Regions from separate parts of the Mus musculus genome. Here region 2 is linked to region 1. Evidence: chromatin contacts called from public promoter capture Hi-C data. All regions are on one chromosome and are shown on one strand. The core of a region is the stretch at or near the end of the contact, and the rest is flanking DNA. Distances in the headings are between cores, read along the strand shown. Region 1 holds the start of Prim2 (DNA primase, p58 subunit). Region 2 overlaps Dst (dystonin).

Region 1 (2,911 bases), core at 342-2,841:
ACTCTTTCTGACTGAAAAATAATTCTGGGGACTTTTTTAGCTGCACAATTTAATGTTTTTTTTGTTGTTGTTTTGTTTTGTTTTGTTAGCTGCACAATTTAATGTTTTTTTTTTTTTTTTTTTGTTTTGTTTGTTTTTTTTTGTTTTTTTTCGAGACAGGGTTTCTCTGTGTAGCCCTAGCTGTCCTGGAACTCACTCAGTAGACCAGGCTGGTCTTGAACACAGAAATCCGCCTGCCTCAGCCTCTCAAGTGGTGGGATTATAGGCGTGCGCCACCACGCCCAGCTTTATGTTTTTATATATTCAGATATTTAGTTTTGTTTTCTTTTTATTCTTTGTGATTTCACTTAAATTTCCATGGTGTCCTCATTCTAATCACGGTATCTCTCCTTCTGTGCTTCAGCCCCCCCCCCCCCCCACACACACACACAAGGCAGTTAATATATTTTAGGAGTGTCTATGGATTTGGTGATGATAATTGTATATAGGCCACAGAGGAGAAGTGAGTACCCTACTGTCATACGAAAGAAATCAGGCCAGTGAGGTTGGCAGAATGGAGTCCCCTGTCAGGAATCCTTTGGAAGTCACCGTTCTTTTATGTGTAAATTGGGGCTAATTAACTAGAGTCTGTTTTGTGTGGCTTGAGAATAAAAATTGACAGATAAACAGGTTCCGTTTCAAGGGACAGCCGCCGATTTAGTCTATCTTAGGTGGGTACTTTGAGGCTTCAAAGTACTAGGATATACTATGCATTTCTAAACCCGACCACTCCCAGCCCCATCCCAGAGCTTGTGGGTGGCTTTTGTAGGGGGACACGCCGCCTCGAACACACTGTAGACCGCAGCGGCCGTCCAGGCTCTTAGGACGCCACCTAGCTGGCCTCGCTGTGGTCCCGGAGCGCTTTTTGCTAAGTCCTGCAGGTTCCTCCGCTCCCCGAAGTCTATGCTCGCTCGCGTGTTCCCTGGCGAGCATCGCGCGGGGACGAGCAAACCGACGTCATTCTTACAGCTCTTTTCTCGTCCGGAAGATGAAGGCAGCGTTGCTAACAACGAGGAGGGACAGTCCTTGTGTCGTGGGCAAAGCGGACACGGCGGCTCCTTCCCACCTCCTGGAATGACAGAGGGGAGGCCACCCCCGGTAAAGCGCCCGCAAGCTTCCGGAGCCTCAGTTACCCTGACTCTGGCTGCAGCGCGGGAATGTTTGCCGTTTGCACTGCAGCCCCAAGCCCAAAGGCGTCTCCGCGCAGAGAGGGCACCTGGGGTTCTGGAAAACAAAAACAAAAAACCCAACAAAATCTCCATCACTTGCATTCAAGATATCTTAGGGCGGGTGTTGCGGCTCAGCCTAAGCCCAGCACTTGTGGGAGGTTGAGGCAGGAGGATCGCCACCAATTCCAAGTTAGCCTGGGCTTCGGTGCGAGACATGGTCTCAAAAGAACTCACATCCGTCAACAAAACAAAAAACAAAACCAGCATCAAAAAGTCGGTCGGCGTGCAAAACGCTCCAGACGCGCACTACCTTCAGTCGCTACCGCGCCACACCGCGGTGGGCGGGGCGCCAGGGGGTGGGACCTCTGCGCATCACTTCCGCTTCCCGTTCCAAATGAACTCTCCCGCCACTGGGAGAGAGCGGCTGTCAGCGCGGGTGTTTCTTTCAGCCTGGCTGCTGGCTGGTTAAACAATCTACTGCGGCTTTATTTGGGACGGAGAGAAGCCGTGGAGTTGGAAGCTTGTGAGCTGACCTGGTGGGACCGAGTGACAGGTGGTGTCGGGTCGGAGGGAGGCTCCGGGTGGGATGGCGGGGAGGGCGGCCCGGGAAGGCGCTGGGGCCGGAAGGGAAGTTAAGGCACTTTTGACTATTCTGGAAAGGCTGGATTCCAGAGTTAGAAGTACGAGAAGTAAGCCTCTCATCTAGGTAGAATCTACTTTGCTTTACCTTGATTTCAGGAATTTAACACCCCCCTCCCCTCAAACCTCATCTTGTCTTGGGTTCGCACATGCCTGAGGGTGGCAGGCAGCAACACTTAGTGATCACTCTTTGGCTTACAAGGGCCACCGTCTACATATACCCCAGTTTGAGCCCTTCCCACATTCGCCCCTGTTATTACAGATGTGTATAGAAAATCTAGACAACACAGCAGGGTCTAGGAATAATCCCTTTAAAAAAGTCTGTGCATCCAATATTTTGTGTTTCCATAAATATTTACTCTATTGACTCAGCCTTTTTCCGTCATTTTAACATATATATTGCGTTGCCACCTAAGCACTATATATTGCAATATATACTATATAACATATATATATAATTTATATAATATATAATATAAATATATATTTATATAATTTATTTCACTGCTTTCAAAAGGTGGTCAAGATGCAGTTCTCAGGAAGGATCCGGAAGAAGCTGCGATTGGCGGGTGACCAGAGAAATGCTAGTTACCCTCACAGCCTTCAGTTTTACCTGCAGCCGCCTACTGAAAACATATCGTTGACGGAGTTTGAAAACTTGGCTTTTGACAGAGTTAAATGTAAGTGGCATTTAAAGTCCAATGTTTGTGTCCTTGAGAAGTGCAGTTATCACACGATGAATAAAGGCAGTTCCTCTTTGTTCAGCAGCCCATTCAACATCCGTTGGTGATTTGCTGTTGAAGGTTTGTCATTCACTTCTTCACTGTAGTATGCACATTGAGTACTCTGCTTCCAGGTGGCAGGGACTTTGTAATGAGTAATGCAATTAAGGTCTATGTTGAAACTGTATTTGCTATGTGGAGACAGACGTGTAGAGTTAAAATCATACATCAGATTACTTTCTGCTTTGATAGAAGTAAATATTAATGCCCCTGGAGTGTAAAAGTGAGAATAACTAGCTTAGTCTACTTAAGGAAGGTTTCCTAGAGAAGTTGGAATTTGGT
Region 2 (2,826 bases), core at 139-2,638, 280 kb before region 1:
AGAAAAAGAAAGCTTGCCCAAACTAATCAGCGTTGCTGCATTTAAAACGCTGTAATCATTGACCTTTCCTACCCTGGCTTTTTTGGTTAGATCAGAAATAATCAGCCATTGGAAGATGGAATCTTTCTGGGAGAACTTCTCCAGTAGGACCTCTGTGCTGAAACTGACCCATACTGTTTTTAGCGTAAATTCATCAATTCCATGTTTTCTTTCTTTTTTTTTTCATTTAAATGAACCCCTAAAAGAAAATAAGCATGCTTGGCCTTTAAAAGACTCTTGAGAAGCACCCCAATGTTGCATTGCTACTGCCGTTAAAAGCGGAGTAAAGATTGCGTAATATATAAAGGTAAACAGGAGTAGCTTTCTGGATGCTGTGAGCCTCTGCTCAGATTCCATTCCTTATACACCTGCTTCTCCAGTTGCTAAAATTCTACCTGGAAAATCCTTTCTGCCCACTAGGTGGCTGCTGGTCTGATATCACACCCTTCACCCTGCCCAGGCCTGCCCAATGCCACTCAACAAGGAGAAGGGCCTGCTTCCAACAGGACAGCTCTGATACTTCCCAGGAGATCGGTGGGTGTTCTTGCAAATGGACTCCTCTTCTAACTCAGTTTCTCTCTCCCTCTCAGCAGAGGAGCACTCTCCAGCCAATATGCAGGCAGCCTCTATCTCAGGTCACAGCCTGTCCCCTCAGAAAGCCGACCCGAGACACATGAAGTCTGAGCTCCTAAACAGTGCCAGCAGTGACACTTGGGGACCTTATTCAGTAGTCAAGGACACAAAAGAATCAGCAACAAAAAGCTTCTGCAAGGACAGCAAACCCATTAATACAAGGAAGAAGAACGGTGCTAGAGCCCTGCGCTAATAGCACAGACTTTAATCCCCGTATTCAGGAGGCAGAGACAGGCGGATCTTGAGATTAGGCCAACCTGGTACACACACACACACACACACACACACACACACACACACACACACACACACAAAACCAAGCTGAAATGTGGTGGTACACACCCATAATCAGAGTACTGGGGAGTCTGGGCCAGGAGAATTGTGAGTTCAAGGCCATCCAGGGCTACATTTTAGGAAGACTCTATCTCAAAAAAGAAAAGAAAAGAGAAAGAGAGAGAGAATGACTACATAACACTGGCCACAATATACATCTCAAACAGGTCCAACTATGCTGCAGAAACAGTAGCCATATGGCATAGCAAAGTGGGTCACAGATAAGAATTCTAGAAGCATGCTAAGATGCCATACAGTTAAAGACAGTAAGAAGGAAAGACCGCCTGCTGAGCAGGCGCAGAATCAGTGCAATCTGCTCTGGCAGCAGCTAGGTCTCACAGCCCTGGGCCCAGACAGTCATGCGCAATGGCAGGCTCTATAAATAGCCCCGCCACAAGCAAATCATAACCCAGCCTTTGTAATTACAGATGAATGTGAGCTCAATCTGTCTGCATGTGGCCCTCTTCAGATTTAAAGAGTCACAGACAATAGTCCCTAATCCATAAATAAAAAGTCACCATCGTAAAAACGTGTGTGTAAAAAATCCTTTCCAAAACAAGACACCATGAGATGTGAAGGAAATAAGCATATTTTATGGTGTGTTCACAACATCCATGGCACCCGGCTTGCTCCTACTCGCGGCTCTGCAACCTGTCCCAGATCCAGCAGCTATAAACTCGGAGGAGCTAAAGGCAAGATTTTATGGTGAGATGTGACTATATTTGATGAATGACACTTAAAAAACAGGCATGAAGGCCTGTCGCAAGTGAGAAGGCAGTGCAGAGAGGTGTGAGAAACAAAGAGGATCATGGGAGAAGCCAGGCAGGAAAGCAAGCAGAGAGGTGGGGCCAGGGACACAGGAAGCCGAAGACAAAAGAACAGGAGGGGCTTTGAAAATTGAAGTCATACTAAAGACCTAAACACTTCTTCAGTATCTCAGCTGCAATCCTTACAGCTTTTCCAATGGCCACTATACACTCAGAGTTGTTAAGACACAAAAATAAGCTTATAAGGTTAAGAGACAGAGCTGGGTTGTGGTGGCAGCAATGGCACAGGACTTTAATCCCAGCACTCAGGAGGCAGAGGCGGGCAGATCTCTGAGTTTGAGGCCAGCCTGGTCTAGCTTTATAGCTAGTTCCAGGACAGCCAGAGCTACACAAAGAAACCCTGTTTCAAAAAATACCAAGAAGGAGGGAGGGAAGGAGAGAGAGAGAGGGAGGGAGGAAAGGAGAGAGAGAGATCGATCAAGTAAAAGATGGAAACACATAGAAACTGAACTGCCAACACAGTGGGGGAGGGAGGATGTGTGGCAACACAATCTTACAACTATGTCTGTTATCAAGGGCATCCTCCAAATATCTGTTCTCAAAGAACAGCTTCATCTTGAGGTCCACCTATTTCTGGACTGTTTCTGGAAAAAGATTCCTGAGGTTGATGCCAGCCCTATCCTAACTTGGGCAGTCTCAGCCACAGAGTAGATACTGTAGCACTGGCTCAAGCAGAGAACAGACTGGACTGAGAGGAAGCAGCAAGACAAGCCTGCGGCACGCAGAGGCCCGGGTCTGCACAGCCACCAAGGGCATGGTTGCATAAAACACAGGAACTGGGGTAAAGGTCCCAAAAAACCCCGGCAAGTCCTCCTGTATCACCCTACTCCCCAGTGCTCTGCAACCTGCCCCAGATCTAGCAACTAGAAAGAACCACTCGATATGAAATAACTCCGGTTGTTAAACATTTTAAACATCAATATCTCTACCAATGAATGAAGTTAATCAGGGCTACTGAAGTTTGGTGCTGAAGCTCCGAGCAGGACTTCAAATC

What was found. Promoter capture Hi-C pulls out the DNA fragments that hold promoters and counts their contacts.
Region 2: a contact with region 1 is called in a promoter capture Hi-C map of hippocampal neurons, with 2.3 times the contacts expected there. The contact joins the enhancer-like site here to the promoter of Prim2 in region 1. A contact is called at or near these places in 5 of 39 promoter capture datasets (the 3T3-L1 cell line, cranial neural crest, embryonic stem cells and 2 more), 3 of 484 Hi-C or Micro-C datasets (the HPC-7 cell line, cranial neural crest and embryonic fibroblasts), 4 of 115 datasets of contacts at active chromatin or transcription factors (bone marrow-derived macrophages, embryonic forebrain, embryonic stem cells and 1 more) and 1 of 9 other capture datasets (adipose tissue).

The regions. Positions count from the first base shown.
Region 1 is chr1:33,668,474-33,671,384 of GRCm38.p6, reverse strand. It overlaps Prim2 (DNA primase, p58 subunit), which reads left to right and starts at 1,591. Exons shown (of 14, transcript NM_008922.2): 1 at 1,591-1,761; 2 at 2,365-2,527. The coding sequence starts at 2,374. It overlaps 1700001G17Rik (RIKEN cDNA 1700001G17 gene), which reads right to left and starts at 1,561. Exons shown (of 1, transcript NR_033199.2): 1 at 673-1,561.
Region 2 is chr1:33,945,718-33,948,543 of GRCm38.p6, reverse strand. The region is part of intron 2 of Dst (dystonin); the gene reads right to left. Among named protein-coding and RNA genes, the nearest start is that of Dst, 39 kb to the right of the region's middle. Within about 2 kb of position 1,388, at least 55 of the 459 cell types and tissues checked have an H3K27ac peak or open chromatin away from gene starts, as enhancers often do. A contact at or near this core is called in adipose tissue and hippocampal neurons, where this site is marked.